4 separate regions of the Mus musculus genome follow, and all the other regions are linked to region 2. Evidence: chromatin contacts called from public promoter capture Hi-C data. All regions are on one chromosome and are shown on one strand. Each heading gives the region's core, a stretch centred on a gene start, on an enhancer-like site or on the middle of the called end of the contact. The rest is flanking DNA. Distances are from core to core; before and after follow the strand shown. Region 1 holds the start of Net1 (neuroepithelial cell transforming gene 1). Region 2 holds the start of Idi1 (isopentenyl-diphosphate delta isomerase). Region 3 holds the start of Edaradd (EDAR (ectodysplasin-A receptor)-associated death domain). Region 4 holds the start of Heatr1 (HEAT repeat containing 1).

Region 1 (5,305 bases), core at 2,753-5,252, 5.0 Mb after region 2:
GGGTTTTGTTTTTGTTTGAGTTCATTGTTTTTGAGATTTATGTTTATTTTGTGTGTGTGGGTGTGTATGGCCATGGGCCCAATATGCGTGGGCACAAGTGTAGGTAAGAAGAAGGCATTGGATTAAACTGGAGTTAAAGGCAGTTGTAGGCTACTCAATGTGGATACTGAAGTCCAAACTTGTATCTTCTACAAGGTCAACAAGTTCTCTTAACTGCTGAGCTACCTCTCCAGCTCTGGTTTTGGCTCTTTAAGACAAAGTCTTAACATGTGGACCAATTTAACCTGAGCTCCCCATCTTCCTGCCTCTACCTCCCAAGTCTTGAGATTACGAGCTTGTGAAACCTTATTTATCTAAGAAAAAAAAAACCTCTCAGCAACAAACTAGTGATTTGGGGTTGTTTGTTTGTTTGTTTGTTTGTTTAAATCACTCAGCTCTGAAAAATAATTCTGACTAATATCCTGAACATTTTTGAAGTACTGTTTGATGATCCTCCATTGATGGGCTCTAGAAATCACTGGCCATTGTCGTTCTGCCCTTATTTCACCCAAATCCTTCCCATCTCCTTCCATCCTTTCCACCCATTAGGAACATAACTCAGACTTTTAAGTCTTCAATGTCTTTTACTAAGATAGTCAAGCACACACACACACACTGCAATGACACCATGACCAAAAATCAAGTTGGAGAAGAAAGGGTTTATTTTATGCTCCCACAACACGGTTCATCATCAAAGGAAGTCAGGACAGGAACTCAAGCGGTATATGAACCTGGAGGCAAGAGCTGAAGCAGAAGTCACACAAGAGTGCTGCTTATTGGCCTGCTCCTCATGGCTTGCTTAGTCTTCTTTCTTATAGAACCCAAGGCCACCAGCCCAGGGATGGCACCACCTATGATGGACTGGTCCCTCCCCCATCAATCACTAATTAAGAAAATACCTACAGGCCTACCAATTTTCTCCACCCTAACCTGAAAAAACTATGTTATAACAGAGGAACCATTTGTCCAGAGTTGAAGATTCAATGATTCGCAGGTCATGTATTTAGTTCTGTCCTAGACAGTGAAAAATACTGAATCCAGGAAGCAGAGGGACAGGTCATTTAGACAATAGAAGATCAATCTATTATACATTTGTAGGGTTTCACTGGCCTTTTCCAAGGTTTTGTGACCAACTCTCAATATGTAGTTATGGTGATTTGAGTGACAAATGTCCTTCATAGGCTCTAGTCTTCAAACACCTGGTCCCCAGTTGGTGGTGCCATTTAGGAATGTTTATGGGTGGACCCTTGGGTGAAGAAAGTATGTCACTAGGGTCTGGCTTTTGGAGTTCATAGCACACTCCATTTCCAGTTCCCTCTCTACCTTGTAGTTGTAGTCAAAGATATGATCATTTTTTTTCTCCTAACACTGTTCCTGAAGCTTGCTGCCACATCTCCCAACAACAACAGACCATAAGCCCAAATAAACTCATCCTTTGGTAAGTTGCTTTGGTCAGAGTGTTTTATTACAACAGAACATCAACAAGTAAAAAGTCCAGCTTCCTTCCACGTGCTTCAATATACCATGGGCCTTCAATTCCTTTTCTTATGGTACAACCTAGCTGAAAGTCTAGTATTTTATTGTAGATATTCAATAGATATGTATGAGTAGCTAAAAAAAAAGTAACAACTTCCCAAGTGAATGAATATTGAAAGAATTTTCCTGCACAATTTCCATGCAGTGCACAACTTCCATGAAGTCCCCATATCAGCATCTTTTATTATCTATCACATTGATAGTAAATGTTCCCTAATAACTTCTGGTGATAACACCAAAACCAGCTTCAGTATCTTCAGGAATAGAGACAAACTAACTTGCTTCTGTGTGTAAAAGTGTGTGGTTCCACTAAAATATCTTCATTCTACCAAACTCGGCATAGAGATCAATTGTTTTGGATGACATTTCTGTATTTACATTGTATTTGCTAAACGCAATATTTTCTCCAGTATCTCACTCTGTTTAAGAATTCTTAAATCAAGAAAATAAAAATAAAAAGCATTTTTAAGTGCCAAAAGTCTTACCACCTAGAAAAATTTAATTAATCTCAACTTTCTATTCTGTATAATTACAAAGAGTGATTTATAATTAATTATAGTTCTTTTGTGGGTAGGATTACTATTCTATGATGAAACACCATTATCAAAAGCAACTTGGAGGGGGGAGGGCTTATTTTACTCACACTCCCCTCACAAATCACTTCATGATTTGTCATAGGGTTTCTATTACTGTGATAAAACACTGTGACAGAGGGGGAAAAAAACTTGAGGAGGGTTTATTCAGCTTACACTTCTATATCACAGTTCATCATCAAGGGAAGTCAGGACAGGAACCCAAGCAGTGCAGGAACCTGGAGGCAAGAGCTGACGCAGAGGCCGTGGAAGAGTGCTTACTAGCTTGTTCGTCATGTCTTCCTCTCCCTACTTTCTTACAGAACCCAGGACTACCAGCCCAAGAATGGTATAGCCATGATGGGCTGGCCTATTTCCCATCAACTACTAATTAAGAAAATGTTCTATAGACTTACCTACCGCCTAATATTAGAGAGGGTTTGTCATGGTTTGAATATGCTTGGCCCAGGGAGTGGCACTGTTTGGAGGCATGGCCTTGTTGGAGTAAGTGTGTCACTGTGGGTGTGAGCTTGAATACCCTTGTTCTATCTGCCTGGAAGCCAGTATTCTGCTAGCAGCCTTCAGATGAAGATATAGAACTCTCAGCTCTTCCTGTACCATGCCTGCCTGGATGCTGCCATGTTCCTGCCTTGATGATAATGGACTGAATCTGTATTCCAGCCCCAATTAAATATTGTCCTTATAAGGGCTGTCTCTTTCATGGTGTCTGTTCACAGCAGTAAAACCCTAAAACAGAATTTTTCTAAATTGACATAAAACTAGCCATCATTGTTCTATATTTCATATTTTATGCTTTCAGTTAAAATCACAATGTTTTGTTTTACTATATACCTCTTATTTTTAATTTTCTTTTATTTTCAAGATTATAATATAATCACACCATTTTCTCCCTTCTCTTTTCTCCTTCCCAACTCTCTCCTATACCCCTTCTTGCTATCTTTCACATTCATGGACTCTTTTTATTAATTATTGTTACATAGTCAATATGTAACAATATGTTATACATATATGTTCCTAAATACACAAATACAGCCAGCTCAGTCTGTATGATGTTATTTGTATGTTTTCAGGGCTAGCTGTTAGTATTGGCTAACCAATGGTATTCCCTGAAGAAGACCATTTCTTTATCGGCTGAATGCAGTCTTCACAGTTAATCAGTTATATTTAGACATCTCCCAGTCATTCATTTAGATTGCCTTTAATTTTTCTATTATACACAACATCATTAATATCTCCCTGTATACAAGAGAGACTACATTTAAGACCATTAGCGATATTTAAAATCAGAGAACGTTTTTATTTACCAATCTTCACATAATAACCTGAGCAGGGTCCCTTGTTTCATGCTGCACGTTTTGCAGTCTTGCAAGCAGAGAAAGCAGCCCTTTCCATTCGGTAAAGCGACTGTGTCCTACTTACTGAAAGACAGGAGTACATAACTAGATTTCACTGGTTCTCTAGAGACATCCTGGAGAACAAAGTATTGTCTTTGGCAATTGGGAATATATTCCACATGTATAACTTAGTGTTTATACGTCCAACTGCCTCTTGCTTTGGGGTCAATACCTTCATCCTGTCTAACGCTAAACAACAACAAATGATAAACAGCTTCCGATCCATTTTCCTGCCCTGCAAGTGAAAGTTCTAGTGAATAGAGACTGCCTTTCAGGAGTAAGGTGTGTAGTTAAAATAAATCCCCAAATTCCTAACTTTCACCTTACCACTTTCCCTTTGTCACTGGAGCTCCTAAAAGTTTGGTATGAAGTCTTCTGATTAGGGCGGGACTCCACGTAGCCTAGCAACCGCTTCCCACTCTCTGATTGGCCGATCTCTGGGCAGCCGCCATTTTCAAATCCCCGGATGACGGCGGTAGCCGCTCTCTGCTAGAAGGCGACTTGCTGCCTCGCAGAAGCTGGCGGGCATTGTGCCCGCCACGATCGGTCTCCTGGGCACTGGGCCACCGCCCCACCAACCCCCCTTCTCCGGACATGGAGCCAGAGCCGGCGGCTCAGAAGCAGCCCCGACCTCGGAGGAGAAGCCGCAGGGTCTCAATGCTCAGCGAGGAACCTGCCGCGGGGCTTCCGGCCGACACACCCGGGCCGGCGGCGAACGAGAGGTGAGGGTGGCGGGAGGTGGGTGAGAGCCGGGGACCGAGTCTGGAGACTCAGGACGGGATGGACTGGACGGTGGGTGACCAAGGACTGGCAGTGCAGTAGGGGAGGTTGGGGAAGGCCGGGCAGAAATGCCGCGGGAGGAGAGTGCGCTGCCCGGCGGGCTGCACCGAGGGCTGCACAGCGACTGCTCGGCCCTGCGTAGAAGGGGTGGACTCGTTGGACTTGTTGACAATCTCCTTTAACCCCGTCCCTGGGGAACCGTACATCTGCACCAGAGCTGTTCTCTACCAGAAACTAGTTGTGGATGCAGGCGCTCAGATCAAGACTGTCGTGGACCCTGTGATGAGAAGAGGAATTGTCACCTGAACAGATACCAACCCTTTCAGCCTAAAAGCGGCTGTTCAAATGAAATGTCCTTTGCAGACCAGAACAGGACAGGCTCCTGGAATGAAGAGATCAGAGAAAGACTCTTTCTGGCTTTTCAGTTATTAGCACATTTTCACATTCTGTGTTGTATCTTCATTTCTATGTGTCTGGGAAAGGCAAACACTAGGTTGATTTCAGAAATCTGTGTCTGGAAGAGAGGCTGTGGGAGTCATAATATTTTTATTAAATAGGAAATTGAAATGGCATTTGTCTGGACTACTCTGTCATTCTTTTGCCCTTCGAAATATGAGAAATGGTCTCAAAGTACTGAATGCAATGGTTTCCCATTATAACGTTAGACATTGAGTTACAAAGTATGTAACTTTGTTCAAATCTACGTCTACATAGTGAGTTTATGATAGTGTCTGCCTCATATAAGGCACTGTGTGAACATCAGTACTTATCATGGGCCTCGGCAGAAAACTCGGCAGAAATCTTGTCTGTCAGTTTTAAATCTGTTAAAGTAACAGTGCTGTGTCTGCTCCATCTTTTCAGACATCCCCATGGTCCACTTGACATGATTTCAGGGTTTTTTTGGTTTTGTTTCTGAGACAAGTTCTCACTGTGTAACTTGGTTACCCCAGAACTCACTACCTG
Region 2 (4,966 bases), core at 1,141-3,640:
CCAATGGCGTTGTTCTCTTCCAGCTCGCCTGGGTTACTTAATGGATGACTACAGCAACTATTGGTGAAACAACCTGGGAAAGAGTAATATGAACAAAGAAGAATTTTTTCCCCAATCCTTGAAAGACCGAGGAAAAACTTTCCTAAGTAATCAGATAAATAGAATTTTAAGTTAATTATAACAGGTTTCCAGAAGTATTTTCTAAAAGACATTTATGGGTAAGTTTTAAAGCTTTCTTAATCAAGATCAAAACACAGAGATAATTCAGATTAGATTAGACTCAGTGGATAAGGTTACTTATTATAAAATACAAGTGAAGCCGTGTGCCTGGCTGATTCTTTTAGATGTTGGCTCAAAAAAGTTCAGTCGGATTAAATAGTTCCCAGCAAACTCTACCTTATTCATTAAGTATACCAACCTGGAAAGGTAATTTTAGCATCTGATCTCTGCTGTAACAGGAGCTTATTTTCAGTATTAAACAAGAAGACACTAAAAGCTCGATGTAATAATCCTAAAAGCAAAACAAATATGATTGGTCAGATTTTGCCAGCTATTTGTCTGGTTTTCCCTCCTGAAGTTGAGAATATGATTATTCTCAATCATATTTTGACAGTTCTGCTGCTTCCCAGTCTTCTAACATGAAGTTCTCTGTGGCTGAACCCAGACCATTTGGTATCCTGCTGTGTGTGTGTGTGTGTGTGTGTGTGTAGGATCATATTTTCCTTCAATACCTACTCCTCTCTCTAATCTTCTGAAAGACAGACTTGAGAACTATGATAATATCTATTCCTTCTTTATGATCCCCAAATAACTCTGAAGCCACTTAGTGGAGGGAAATATTACAGGAGAGGTAGAAAGGTAGATTTTACTTGTACACACCATTTAACTGGAATGAAAGGTAAGACAGCATTAAGAAATGAATCTCTCAGTACTTGGGGGGCAGATGTCTGTGACAACCAGCCAGTCAGAGCTATACACAGTGAGACCCTCTTCAAACCCCAGAAGAGAAAGCATTCCTTTCATCTCAGGATTTTTCTTAGCTAAATGTCCAGACAAGTCACTTTATAACAAAGAATACTTTAAGACAGTACCTTTGTCGATGTTTTCATTAAGGTGACAGTTTTTCTTGGTGTCAGCCCCAATTTTATTGTCATTTTCATCAATAAGAATACACATCTCCGCTAGAAGCTGAACCTGTTTTTCATCAAGATGGCTGGTATTTATTTCAGGCATTGTGACAGAATGTCTGATCTGACCTAGAACACTAACACAGAGAAAAGTCATTGTATTAGTTTGACATTCTAACACAAACACTGTTAGAAGTGAAAGTGGACTTCAATTACAACATTCATAAACTAATTTAAAATCCTCTCTAGGGCAGTTTTCAAATGTGAGCAATTTGTAAACTTTCTGAAATAACATCTTGAACTCCTAATGCCAGGATATAAAGAATGAACTTCAGAATCACAGGATAAAGTGATATTTTCTCACCCACTTAAAGATGTTTAAAGTACAAATGCACATCACCGAACTCAAGAAAAAGATCTAGACACATAACGAAGACGCGTTTCCATCTCTTTATAAACCCACGTGGACGTTTACCAACCACAACACCTGCAAAGCACTCTTAAACTAGAAGAAAGCTTAGGGGTAGACCTATTTATTCATTTTTGGAAGAAGACAAGTGAAGTACTCCATACTGGAGGGAAGAACAGATTTTTCTCAGGTCCCTTTTTATAACTCAACTCCCCAAGGGCTATGAACCATTACATTTCACGACTGCTGAATCGCTCGTCAGGGAGTTTCCATGGACAACCCTGAGAACCCGATGGGACTCAGTCGGCCACCCAACGCTTTCCAGGACCAGGCACCCAGCCCCGAACGTCAGAGGCCACCATGGCGAGTCAAGCTGGGAAACCGCATCACCTCAGCCTCATACAGCCACCCACCCTTCTTGGTCCCCTCTCGCCATCCTTCCCCAAATAGAAGGGAGGCTTACCAGAGATTCCGGCTGCAGGTGCTGAGAAGCTGTGCGGAGAGCTGTACTTCAATCCTCTCCGCAGCATGCTCCGCCTCCAGGCCCCGCCCTCTAACAGCATATCCAATCGCTCGCGCCAGTGTCCGTCCGCGCCACATGCCTCCAGCCAATTGCCAATCTAGCACAAGCCTGACGTCACGGCCGCGCCAGGTTAGCGCGCGGTGGCACCACTTGCCCTGCGTGTGGCTCTGAAAGAAGCGCTGGAGGTCTCCAGGAGTGATTGCGGCCCTGGGACCCGAGCGAGGGTGTTGGCGACTCCCAGTGGACAGCTGAGACGGCCCGCACGTCTAGCTGCTCCGCGGTGGGGAAGCTTCCTTTCTGGGGAGGCTTCTTGAGGAGGGTTCGACCTGTCGGTCGCCAGCCAATGGCACCTTGGACCATGCCCGGGCTCGCCAATCAGCTGGAGGCAAGGCTAGGGCGGGTCCCTGACTCTCCTTGAGTGTCTGTGCGTGATGATGTCAGATGCCTTGAGAAGCGCGCTCTGACAACTACAGTTTTCTCACTGGAATTCCTGTGGGTTGGTCTTGATGGAAATTAAGAAAATTCAAGAGATCATTGCTAATGGGTTAGTTTGGAAGCTTTACTCCTGCCTTCTCAACATGTTATTCCGGTCTGTTTCCAGTTAGAAGGTGCTGTAGATTTGCAGCAGCAATAATTCCCAAGGCGTTTTGCAATGTGGAGTAATTGTCCAGCAAAGTTAAATGAAGTAGAGGCCGATTGGGGAACCAGCGTTTGGACTGAATTAATTTGACAGTTGTTAAACCATCGTGTGACAGTCCATTCTTAATAAATTCAGCGACTCAAGTTACTATAAGATAGGAATTTTTCACTACAGATTATATGTGAAGCTTTTGTAAATTTGGTAGCACACGTCTTAAACCACAGCACTCAGGAGACAGAGGCAGGCGGATCTTTGAGTTTGAGGCCAACCTGGTCTACAAAATGAGTTCCATGGCAGCTGGGGCTACACAGAGAAACCCTGTCTGGAAAAACGAATTAATTATTACATATACAATTGGGGAAAAGTTTATGTCTCGAACAACCAAGTAAATAAAAGAACAAATAGGGGCTGGAGAGATAGCTCAGCAGTTGAGAGCACTGGCTGCTCTTCCAGAAGTCCTAATTTCAATTCCCAGAAACCACATAGTGGCTCACAACCATCTGTAATAGAATCTGATACCCTCTTCTTGTGTGTCTGAAGACAGTTACAGTGTACTCATACAGAAAATAAATATATCTTTAAAAAATAAATGAATAAATATAATAACAGTTATTATTAGTTACAGTAGTAATTATCATTATGATTTGGTGTAATTGTGAAAAAGTTAATTTAAGCTATTACCCCAGTCACGTTTATTATTTTTGTAGTATATATGTGTAGTGTATGCATTATGTGCAAGTGTGTGTTCAGGTACATAATGCCTTCCTCTGTTGCTTTTATTAACATTTTACTTTTACAATATTAACATTAATATTAATGTCAACACAATGCTCAGAGGCTAGTGGAGCTTAAAGGACAACTAAGAGAGTTCTCCCAGCAAGCTCAGGTCTTGAGGGTTGGGAGCAGGCGTCTTTACCCACTGAGCTACCTCACCAGCCCCTCCATCCCATCTTTTCATAGAGGGCATCTCACTGAATTAGAAGCTCATTGATTTAGCTAGATTTTTTTTTTAAAGATTTATTTATTTATTATATGTAAGTACACTGTAGCTGTCTTCAGACACTCCAGAAGAGGGAGTCAGATCTTGTTACAGATGGTTGTGAGCCACCATGTGGTTGCTGGGATTTGAACTTCCGACCTTTGGAAGAGCAGTCGGGTGCTCTTACCCACTGAGCCATCTCACCAGCCCCTGATTTAGCTAGATTCTATGGCCAGCAAATCCTCATGTCTCTGCTCCCCAGTTTGCAGATACACACTGACATGTCTGGCCTTTTCCACGGTGCTGAGGATCTGAGCTCAGTCTTCACACTTTCACCCTTTACCCAAACCCTCTTCCCGGCCCAGTGTCTGTGCAGCTCAGGTGCATATTTCCTACGTATGATTTTGTAATATTCTTGGTCATTTGGAAAATATTGAATTACTGTATTAAGCAAGTCTTCCAAGTGTTGACAGATTTCATTATTCATTATCAATCATATTAATATCACCAATAATCTTGAGACTCATTAGGCACCTTTCCCTGGGGGCAGTCTAAGGAGTGAAGCATTGTTGAAACACTGCTAAATACTATTAAGTCATCGATAATGGTAATAATAATCCTTTATTCCAAATATTCCTTTAAATGTTATTTTTCCTTTATATGAGCTGAAATGGGAAGTGGGGGTTGATTGCCTACTTAACAGATATTTCCCTCTCCTATTGATACTTTTATCAAGATGGGGAGAGGGTCACAATAGAACTGGCTGTTCTTTCAGAGGACCACACCCACACTGCAGATCATAACCATTTGTAACTCCAGTTCTGGGGATCTGAGACCTCTTGCTTTTACTAACACCAGGCACATACATAAATTCAGGCAAACACTCATTCACATAACATTTTAAAATCTTAAAAAAATAAAATGGAACATTTTCTCAAATGACCATTCCAAAGGCCTGTGACTGTAGTTTTTGAAGATGATATCTTGTGCTATGCACCATAGGCTAAACTGAAAAGATATAAGTAATCTGGATTAGCCTTGAATTAACTAAAAGTGTTTCCCTGTGGCAAGGACAATGATTGAAATATCATTTATCCTCAGGCTGGCTTTAAACTAGTATTGTGCCTCTATTGCTGATGAAAGTAGTTGAGGTGTGATATAGCCTTAGGCTTCTCTTGTACTTCCAACTTTCCTGCCTGGGTTTCCTAAGTGCTGTGATTTCAGACATGCACCACCATGTTTGGCTTGAAATATTTTAGTCTAGTATGGTTTTTTTTTTTTTCTTTTG
Region 3 (4,819 bases), core at 732-3,231, 3.6 Mb before region 2:
AAACATAAAGGCTAAAAATAATTAATTAACCTTAGTCAGATGTGGAAGGTACCTGCAATTCCAGCCCTTCTGTGGATCTGAGTTTGAGGCTAGCCTGGTTTACAGAGTGAGACTCTCAAAGAAGGAGGAGGGGACAACGACGATGAGTAAGTCGAAGGAGAAAGGAGGAGAGAGGGGAGAGGGAGAGGGAGAGGGAGAGGGAGAGGGAGAGGGAGAGGGAGAGGGAGAGGGAGAGGGAGAGGGAGAGGGAGAGGGAGAGGGAGAGGGAGAGGGAGAGACTAAGTTCAGCAGGGAAGGGACGGTCCTAGCCTCCAGCCTGATGGCCCGAGTGTGATCCCCATGACCTACAGCAGGAGAGAGTGACCTTCTGACCTCTGCGTTTGCTTCCATGGCACACACTCATCCATGTGCACACACATAAGAAGAAAGACACTGTAGATATCTGAATCATCTTCTACCTAGTGAAAGATATAAGTAACGAAACGTACTGACAATTTCCTTTTGAAAAACAAACCGCTAGAACTTGCGCTAACAAGACAGCCCAACTGTATATGTGGTTTCTAACAACCAAACCTCAGAAATGAATTCCATCTCTGCGTGGAGTATAGAAGGAACCACAGACCAAACCTCAAAGTAGACTCCCTGAGAAAATACCCTTTCTAAATTAATTTCCCTACCTTACCTGAGCCTTTGTGGCCTCCTCTCTAAAGACCCAACTCTTCCATGGCAGCATCTTATGGAGAATACAAACCAACCCCAAGAGTGCCGTGAGCCTCAGAACCACAGAGCAGCCTGGGGGGCACCACAAAGATACATTGGCATTTGCTGTCTCCCTGAAATGTTCAGTTTATTAATTAATCTGAATTGGGTAATTTGTTAATGAAATTGTCCAGCAAATACTGAAATAATCTTTCTTTTCTTACTTCCTCCTCCTCCCCCCTTCCTCCTCTTTTTTAATAAAGCCCCACACCATAAAGTTCTTGGTGGTCTCAAACTCCAGACTCCCCTCCTGCCTCAGTCTCTTGTGTGCTGGGATTACAACGTATATCATCAGGCTGGGGCTTATGCATGCCAGGCACTCTACTACTGACCTACATCCTTGGCTGGCATCTCCTTTAAACTCCTTTTTTAAAAAGAAAATAGTTCTATGCTTATGTCCAAGGCAGATATAGATTATGTGCTTCCTTTCAGAGATTCCTATTAAATGTAACGTGTCTGTAACCTTTGTATATGGCACATAGTGAAGATGCTGCCACTAGAGCTGGAGAGGCAGCTTAGCCTTGAAAGTGCTACCACTTTTGCAAAAGACCCAAGCTCAGTTCCTAGCAAGGCCACAACCACCAGCAACTCCACCTTTAGGGGAGCTACCACCGTCTTCTAGACCCTGTAGGCACTGTACTTGTGTGTTCATACCCCTCACCCCCAATATGATTTAAAAAATAATAGAAATAACTTAAACTTTTAAATAAAATATAGCCATTTTAAAAGATCAGATTCGCCATGCAGTGGTGGCACATGCCTTTAACCCCAGCACTTGGCAGGCAGAGGCAGGTGGATTTCTGAGTTCTACAGAGTGAGTTCCAGGACAGCCAGGGCTATACAGAGAAACCCTATCTCGAAAAAACCCAAAAAACAAAAAACAAAAAAATAAAAAAATAAAAGATCAGATTCTCTGCTCTTAATTAGAATAAAATCCCATTTAAGCTAAATCTTAATTCGTTTAAGGGCCCATGGGTTCTGCATTTCTAACAGAACCGTATACTGTTTTTTTGGTTTTTGCTTTTTCCTTCAGAGGAGTAAACCAGAGACCTCAAGACTGACTTTTCTTCCCGCTCCTTTGTGTAGTGCTCACCCAGGAGGTCAGGCAGTAACTAATGCCAAAGAAACATCAAATTAGAAAGTGCTAGCGTGTGCGGTCATGCCGCCGTTCAGGCTGCCTGAAGATTAGGAAACTGTTCAAACATCAAATCGCCGGCAGGCGTCTCAGCCCGGGCCTGTGCAAGGAGCACGCTGGGAGTGCTTTGGTGTCCCAGCTGAGGACGAGATTAGGAGCCGGGAAAGCCACCCGCGCGTGCGGCAGCCAGGGGAAGGCTAGCTGAAAGGCTCTCCCAGTTGCGATCGCGTGGGACCTCCGTGGTAAGACCAGGGTTCTACGCCCTAGGTACCAGCAGGGCAAGTGCTCCGGGGGCCCCTCGGTGTCCTCTCGTGCCCAACCGCAACCCACGGAATCCTCTCCAGAGTTCTGGAGAGACTCGCGCCGGGAAGGGGCTTTGCTAATTGCAGGAAGTGAGCACGAGGAAGAAGTGGCAGAGATCAAGAAGAGGAAAGGGAGGAGGAGGAGCAGCAGCAGCAGCAGGGCAGAGCGCAGACAGAGTCGCGCATTACCACGCAAGAGGTTGGGTCCCTGCGATCCTGCTGTTCTCAGGGGTCCTAGAGACTGTCCACCCCTGCTCGGACACTCATCTGTCCTCTCCTGGTCTTCATGGCTTCTCCGGACGACCCTCTGCGCTCAGGTAAAGCGGCAAGGTGCCGCGCCCTCACTTGGGGTGTGACCACCAGCTGGATTAATGAGACTGAAAGACTGAACTTCAGTCATCCCCTGGGAGCGGTTTTTTTTTTCTTTCTTTCTTCCTTCCTTCCTTTCTTTCTTTCTTTCTTTCTTTCTTTCTTTCTTTCTTTCTTTCTTTCTTTTTTTTTTTTTTTTTTCTTTTGGACACCAGGGCGCCAGATGTGTGTCAGGCTGGATGGGAACAGCTGCGGCACGCGTCTTACCTCTCCCGATCCTACCCCTGCGCTTGCCCCTCTGTGAGCAGCAGCTGATCGCTCGCTTCCTGCACACTGCAAGGTGTGCGTGGTCCCTCTCCCCACGCGGAGGCCCGGCCGAGCGCTTTTGTTCTGGGCCACGCGGGTGCCTGGTTGAAACAAGTCAGCCAACCTTTGATAGAAAAGAACATAGGAGGGAGGATTCTGCACCCCCTTCCTTCCAGGCTCTCCCTTGCTTTCCACTCGCACATTTCCTTGTTCGTCTTCTCCCTCCTAGCTTCACTTTGCTGAGATGTGTTTGCTTCTGTGCAAGTCTTAACCTCTCCGAGCCACTATTCAACTATTATACTGTCCACAGAGCCACGAGGCTGAGCCCACATGCGCAATCCCCACCTGTGGAGGTCTCTAGTCCCCGTAGTACATTAAAAATGTGCTTTGATATCTGAGGTCAGAATCTAGATTTTTCTATCGCTTCTCCCTCATTTAAGGAAAATTCCTTTAAACGTCAACGTCCAGGAATCTCCTCTGTCCTCCTGTAATCTAGCTACAAACTCCATCGGTGTTTGTGAACGAAAGGATGATATGTCCCTTTGAGTACGCTAGGTCTTTCTCTGGTTTTGGTGAGGTTGGACACTCTGGTAAGAGCCACACAGAACCAGACTAGACTGCTGAGATCGATGTGATTGCTTGTGTTTCGTATTTCATTTCTTGAGTGGAGTAGGGACAGAGTTCAAGAGCTAAGCCCTGATTACCGGCTTGACCTGACAGAGAAGATACCATGTCTGGCAGTGGCCAGAAGCTTAAGCCCAGTGGCCATTCTGATTTGGCGGCCATTCTGATTTGGCATCTTGGAGTGCTGGTTTGGGAAGGGGGCTGTTTACTAGTGACATCAAAAAAAAAAAAAAAAAAAAAGAACTAAATTATTCAAACGTAGCACGCTCCACGGGCTATCAAGTGAACTGGCCAACCCTCACATTGTTTGCAAGAACAGAAGGGGACTTAAGGGGACAATTCTCTCATCGGGTGCCTGCTGCTATGTATGTATTGTCCTCCTTGTGCTGAGGACTGTATGAATAAGATGTCAAGGGGTGTTTGGTTTTAGTCATGATGGTCCCAGACTTAGTAAATGATACTGGATTCAAGAGATGGAGAAGAGGAGTTCATTGGATAAGGATACAGGTAACATTTGCCTGCGCTGCCTCTCGACCCGACTGCATCAGAGAAAATGGGGGCAGGGACGGGGTGGAAACCAACCAGTTCAGCAGTAACACCAGCATAAAAAGCCTCCGGGAGAGGGGGTTGCTGAAGAGATGGCTCAGTTAGTGAAGTGCCTGCCAAGCAAGCATGAGGTCTTGCATTCTGGTCTCCAGCACCCATATTAAAAGTCAGGCAGAGTGGAACTGCCGTGGCACCCATGCCTTCAATGCTAGGGCTGTGGAGGGTGGGGTGGAGAGATCTCTGGGGCTTGCTGGCCATCAGCTTAGTTCCAGGTTCAGTGAGAGGCCCTGTCTCAAGAAGTAGAGAATGACAAAGCATGACACTTGGCATAGTCCTCTGTCCTCCATACAAACACATGCAAATGTCGGCATACATGTACATATACATTGGACACATGCACAGTAATTGAGAAAGACACCCAAAGTTGACTTCCCGTCTGTACACACATGTGCATGAGCACCTGCACATGTGTGCACTGTACCTATGTGATCATATACACATAAACACACACACACACACACACACACACACACACACACACAAAGCCATGTGTATGTGCTGGTAGATATATGAACGTAGGAGACAGTTACAGCATTAAAGGACAAGAATTGAAGCTACGGTCTTAATTAGCTTGGCCCATCTAGAACAAATGCTCACAACCTGTAGTAAAGGGAGCATCAAATCAAATCTCTATGTGTGAACTGATGTCCACAGAGAGTGTCCTGTAGGCAATCTATCTCTCACTTCACCAAGTAGAAGCCAAACCTCTATCTAGGTGAACCCTTCAGGGTAAGATGGAATGGGGCTCCCCATAAAGAGGTAGGAGGCCTCCTTTAGG
Region 4 (5,443 bases), core at 1,077-3,576, 3.5 Mb before region 2:
GAATGAAGCTTTCCTCAACAAACCCTGGCATAGCTACCTCTCTAAATCTTGTGTAAAACTTTATTTAGGTATTTATTTAAAAGATAGCAACCAAGGAAAACCTACAGATATATATATATTTTTTTATCACTTTAACATTTGCTGAATAAAGGTTACATGAAGAAGGGCTGTAGTGATGGCTCAGCCATCTACAGGATTTGTTGCTCTCGCAGAGGTCAGAGTTTGGTTCCTAGCACGTATAGTGCTTAGAGTACAAGGCCTGGTACATAAATGCTTAACGCGCACATCACTAATACCACGTGATTTGGGTTGATATTTTAAAAGACATTCTTTACACCTAGCGAGGTAAGAAGGAACTGTACGTTTTGCCCCCATGTTAACGGATCTGCAATGTGAAGCTGCATCAGCTCCTGAGTACTGATGCAGTTAAGGCTGGTCTGGTAGCACACACTTATAACCACACTACTGAGGACCTGGGAGGCAAAAAGAGGCAGATTTATAAATCTGAGGCAAACTGATCTACTTAGTAAGTTCCAGGCCAGACAGGCAAAAAAAAAAAAAAAGTAAGTCAAAACCCAGCTTGAGCCAGGTGTGGTATCGCCTCTAATCCCAGCACTTGGGAGGAAGAGGCAGGTGGATCTCTGGGTGTGAGGCAAGGGTGGTGTACACACTGAGTTCTAAGACAGCTGAGACTACACAGAGAAACTCTCTCTCCACAAACAAAACAAACAACAATAACAACAAACGAGAGCTCTATAATAAGACCTTATCCCCAAAACAAAACTAGCCAAAGACAATGACATACTTCTCAGACTTGGGGAAGAAGGTGGCAGATTTCTGTGAGTTTGAGGTCAACCAGAGATACACACTGAGACCATGTCTCAAAAAACAAACAAACAAACAAACAAACCCCCTAAACCCTAAACACACTAGACAGGAACTAATGGCACCCTATTCAAGAAGAGCATGTTCACTTGACATTCTAAACATCATGTTAACCTTTGAAATTTGTGAAAGCAATCTAGCTTACCAAGTGTTGGCAACTAATGAAGGTTTAGCTACCTGTGAATCAGCCATTCCAGACACTTCTGCGCTGGCTTGAGGAGGAAATAAGGAGACAAGTGAAGGAGGAACGATGAAATGTTTTCATCCAGCTGCTTGTTCACTGCTTTGGTCTGGACGCTGCGCTCCAAGCCTTTTGCCAGCTGGCTGAACAATGGCGCTTCAAACTGTTCAAAGGCAGGGTCAATCCCAAGAAGCTCCTCCAGGCCAGTGCATCCTAGGAGGAGAGTCACGTGTAACTTCTTTGTAGGCAAACCCAACAGATACTCTCCTGTTCTCCTCACCCCCAAGCTCATGAACTCTGTTACCATGTGTTAGACACTCTCAAACACTGGCTTTAGTTGTTAACATATAGGATAAATCTGACCCCCACTCACTAGGAGAAAAGAAAGTACTTCATGACAAGAACTCCACCCGAGCCCTTCTTTTTAGTCATTAAAACTACATCTAGTTCTGAAAGTCTCCTCTCACACCACAGTCATTGTCTCGGTTTCTTTACTTTTCTTCCTTTTTACATATTAGTTAGTTTGTGAAATTTCAGATACCATTATTTATAAATACATTCACACATCTAGCAGTATTGCTGTTTCCCACCCCCTTACCAAGAAAACAAGGTACTGCTCGGGAAGCGAACGGGGGGGGGGGCAAGAAAATACAGAACCTCCCCCCCCCCCAACTCCCCGATATCATGCTCTGGGAGCTTTGCTAAGTGAAAGGTGGCTCACCGATGGCAAAGGCGGTGTCCCTGTCGATTGTGGCCGCCTCCTTGGGGTCAAATAACAGAGAGGCAACTTCACGTCTCGATAGGAGGCTGGGATCAGTTTGAGGGAGGGCGAGTCGCTGGAGCTGCTGGGCTAAGGACGTCATCTTGCACGGAGGCGGATGTCTCAAAACACCGGCTAAGAACGAACAGCGTGAAAAGTTTTTAGGAAACGTCAGGCGCCTTAACAGATGGCAGGCCAGGGCTCATGCTCTGGCAATACAGCGCTCAGTCCTTTCGAGGACACAGAAACTTGCTTCCCCGACCCTCCAGGACCCACCACAGCAATTGCGTTAACTACGCCTCCGCAGCACCAGCTTTCCCCAGCTCTGCACCACGACCTCACGGCCCACCCGGCCACCCGTTCCAAGTCACGGCCGCGCCTAGCCGCACCGTGCTCCTCCTCACCCTGAACTCGGAATATCAGCAGGATTAGACAGCTAACAACTCCTCAGATCAGCTCCCACATGGTGCCGGCACTGTCCCGGAACTCTAAAGCACGCCTCATAGGAACTTCCGGCTTCTCACTACGGCAAGAGAAAAGGGACACCTTTGTAGAAAACGCAATACAACGGCCCCGCCTCCGTGACTCTAAGTTCCGCCTATTCAGGCCAGCCATTTAATTCCCCGCCTACTTTCCCCTCTAAGGGCCTGAACCTCAAAGCCCCACCCTCCGCTCGCTCATCCAGTTAAGCTCCGCCTTCCATCCGCACCTCTTTCCAAGACACCACATTTATTCCACGCCCCTCCTTTAAGCTCCACCCTCACGAAAATGTGCTAAGCCACGCCTACAGTACCTCCCCCTTCTTTCCAGAAAGCCACCTATAAGTCCCGCCCCTCCGCTCCTTGGTGCTACAGCTCGCTTCTCTAGGTACCCGACGCCTCGCTCAGTGTTGCTATGTGCCTTCAGGCTTAGGTCTGGGATTCTTTTTCCCCAACCGCCTTTGGGAGCTTTACGGGTGTGTAGCAGGAACCGGTCATTCACGAGATACTTATCCAGCCTGCGAGGGGCTGAAGCGCGGGAAGCCGCGTTTCTAATTCTAATGCTACCCGAGGAGGGCACAAACCTAACGTGAGTTGTAGTTCTCAGTGCAATCTGGTTGCTCTGTAAGTAGTAAACACTCGCTGAACGCAGTTACTGACAACCTTATCACCTTTGCCTTGTCTGCAGTCCTAGGGAGTGGTGTTTTTCTTATTCTGTTATTATTATTATTAGAAACATGACATTTTAATTTTTTTAAGTGAAAATAACTTTTTTCAAGATGGGAGGTGGCGGCTCACTTCTTTAATTCCAGCTCGAGGGAGGCAGAGGCAGTCAGATCTGAATTCGAGGCAAGCCTGATTTGTGGAGTGAGTTTCAGAATATCCAGAGCTGCACAGAGAAACCTTGTCTCAAAAACAAACAAAAAACAAAAACAAAAAATACACAAAACTTTTTTGTTTTCATATTCTGGTTACAGTTTCGTTCCACAACTCTTCCCAGATCCTCCAACACTTCCCCTTCCACCCAAATCCACACCGTTTTTTCTCTTTCTTATTTAGGGTACAAACATACGATGATGACGACGAAGGCGATAGGCAAAATAAAAACAAACATCAGAATAAGACAAAACAAAGAGAAGAAAAAAGTGCCAAAGAAAAAGCTCAAGAAACACATATAGAAAGAGACATACCTGCTTATACACACAGAAAGCTTATAAAAATGCAAAACCAGAAACGGAGATATATACGCAAAGGACCTATAAGGAGGGGAAAAGATGCCCTGACAAAGAATTATGAGGCAAAAAAGGTCCAAAAATGCTACAGAGTTAGTTCAAGTTAGCTCATCTTACATTGTCCATATGGTAATTGGGACCTAGCCTTAGGTTTGCACAGTGAGTTAGCTCCACTGTAGAAAACTGATTTGTGAGTGATTGTCAGTGGGAGATACCTCTGGGTTAGGGACAGGGGCTTGTGTCCTTCCTCTCTCAGTGCTGAAAGCCCATCTGCTCCAGACCTGTGGAAGCCCTGTGCGTGCGTGCTGCCACAGTCTCTTCTGCTGTGTTTGGAAGGTCTTGCTTTCCTGGTGTCTTCCATCCCCACTGGCTCTTTCTATCTTTTTGTCCTCCTCTCCTACCGTCCCCTTTGGCCTCCTTTTTGCCTTCCTGAGGGAGTGGGGGGGGGGATTAGATGGAAACATCATATTTACGACTGAGTATTTGAGGTCTCTCATTCTCTAGACATTACCCAGCTGTGGCTCTCTGTATTTGTTCTCTTCTGCTGCAGGAGGAAGTTTCTCTGGTAGCAGCTAAGCAAGAAATACTGATCTGAGTATAGCAGAATGTCTTTAAGAGCTGTGTGTGTGTGTGTGTGTGTGTGTGTGTGTGTGTGTGTGTGTGTGTGTGTGTGTGTATTTAAAAGTCTCATATATATACTATTGTCTAATATATATATTAGTTCCCTAGCCTATCTGGTCTCAGATTCTTGGCCACTAAGCAGTGTAAGGCATGGAATCCATCTCATGGACTGGCCCTTAAATCCAACCAGGTATTCATTGGTTACTCCTCAACTTTGCGCCATCATTGTACCAGCATAGCTTGCAGGCAGCTCACTGTTATCGATCAAAGGTTTGGTAGCTAGATTGGTCTTTACCTTTCTCTCTAGTAAGCATGCAGTGCACCTCCCAGGACCATTAACACTAGTCAGTAGGTGTGAAGGCTGTTTGTAGGCACCAGCTCGACTTCTCCACGTTCGATGAATTGTGTAGATGTTGTCTGCAGCAATATGGCCTTACAGTCAGTTTGTGGAGAGCAATCAACAGCTTTGGCAATAGCCTGGGTTGTCTGGAGATGCCTATGGGGCCCCTTTGGCTAACAACTTGATTCGATGTAACCCATTCCTGGGACTGGAGACTTCATTTGGTAACGAAAGACATCCAATTGGGGCTCCATTTTCCCATGATTTGGTAATTCCACTTGGATCACCTTCATATATGTCTATATTTTAGAAGTTTCCATACAACCCGTCAAATGGCCCTTAGTTTTAGCTGTCTCTCCCTGTATTTCCTCCCTCACCCCTTTCTTCTCTCTCTCTCTCTCTCTCTCTCTCTCTGATCCTCCTGTTGCAATCCCATCCCACCACATTCTTCCATAACTGTCTATTCTATTTCCCCTTCCTAGGGAGAGCCAACCTACCCTCCCCCAGCCCCTTACTTTATACCTAATCTCTATGTTTGTATAGATGGTAGTCTGCTTATTGAAAAATTAACAGTTAACATCCACATATAAGTGACTATTTACCATTTTTGTCTTTGGGGATCTGGGTTATGATTTGTTTTTTCTAGTTCCATAGATGTTCCTGAGAATTTCACGGTTTCATTTGTTTAACCACTGAGTAATGTTCCATTGTATAAATATGTCACATTTTCTTTATCTCATTCATTCATTGATAGGCATCTAGTGTAGTGATAAGTATAGTGTAGTCTTTATGTCTGGCTTTAAGTAAAATGTATGGTAAAGCCTTTGAGTCTGGCTTTGAGAGAAATGTTTCAGCAAAGCCTTTATGTTTGAGTCAATCAGTAGAGGCTGAGAAATTGTTTTGAGACTGTTTGAACCTTGAAGCACTGTTGTCTCTCTGGAGGGT

Evidence for each region. Promoter capture Hi-C pulls out the DNA fragments that hold promoters and counts their contacts.
Region 1: a promoter capture Hi-C map of pre-B cells shows a contact between it and region 2. The contact joins the promoter of Net1 here to the promoter of Idi1 in region 2. A contact is called at or near these places in 1 of 39 promoter capture datasets (pre-B cells) and 2 of 484 Hi-C or Micro-C datasets (B cells and CD4 T cells).
Region 3: a promoter capture Hi-C map of pre-B cells shows a contact between it and region 2. The contact joins the promoter of Edaradd here to the promoter of Idi1 in region 2. A contact is called at or near these places in 2 of 39 promoter capture datasets (cranial neural crest and pre-B cells).
Region 4: a contact with region 2 is called in a promoter capture Hi-C map of pre-B cells. The contact joins the promoter of Heatr1 here to the promoter of Idi1 in region 2. A contact is called at or near these places in 3 of 39 promoter capture datasets (the C10 cell line, cranial neural crest and pre-B cells) and 1 of 484 Hi-C or Micro-C datasets (B cells).

Annotation. Positions count from the first base shown.
Region 1 is chr13:3,916,917-3,922,221 of GRCm38.p6, reverse strand. It overlaps Net1 (neuroepithelial cell transforming gene 1), which reads left to right and starts at 4,002. Exons shown (of 12, transcript NM_019671.3): 1 at 4,002-4,284. The coding sequence starts at 4,157.
Region 2 is chr13:8,883,030-8,887,995 of GRCm38.p6, reverse strand. It overlaps Idi1 (isopentenyl-diphosphate delta isomerase), which reads right to left and starts at 2,390. Exons shown (of 5, transcript NM_145360.2): 1 at 2,000-2,390; 2 at 1,092-1,264; 3 at 419-511; 4 at 1-73. The coding sequence starts at 2,136.
Region 3 is chr13:12,517,612-12,522,430 of GRCm38.p6, reverse strand. It overlaps Edaradd (EDAR (ectodysplasin-A receptor)-associated death domain), which reads left to right and starts at 1,981. Exons shown (of 6, transcript NM_133643.4): 1 at 1,981-2,513. The coding sequence starts at 2,483.
Region 4 is chr13:12,392,258-12,397,700 of GRCm38.p6, reverse strand. Heatr1 (HEAT repeat containing 1) reads right to left here and starts at 2,326. Exons shown (of 45, transcript NM_144835.4): 1 at 2,231-2,326; 2 at 1,788-1,961; 3 at 1,063-1,279. The coding sequence starts at 1,929.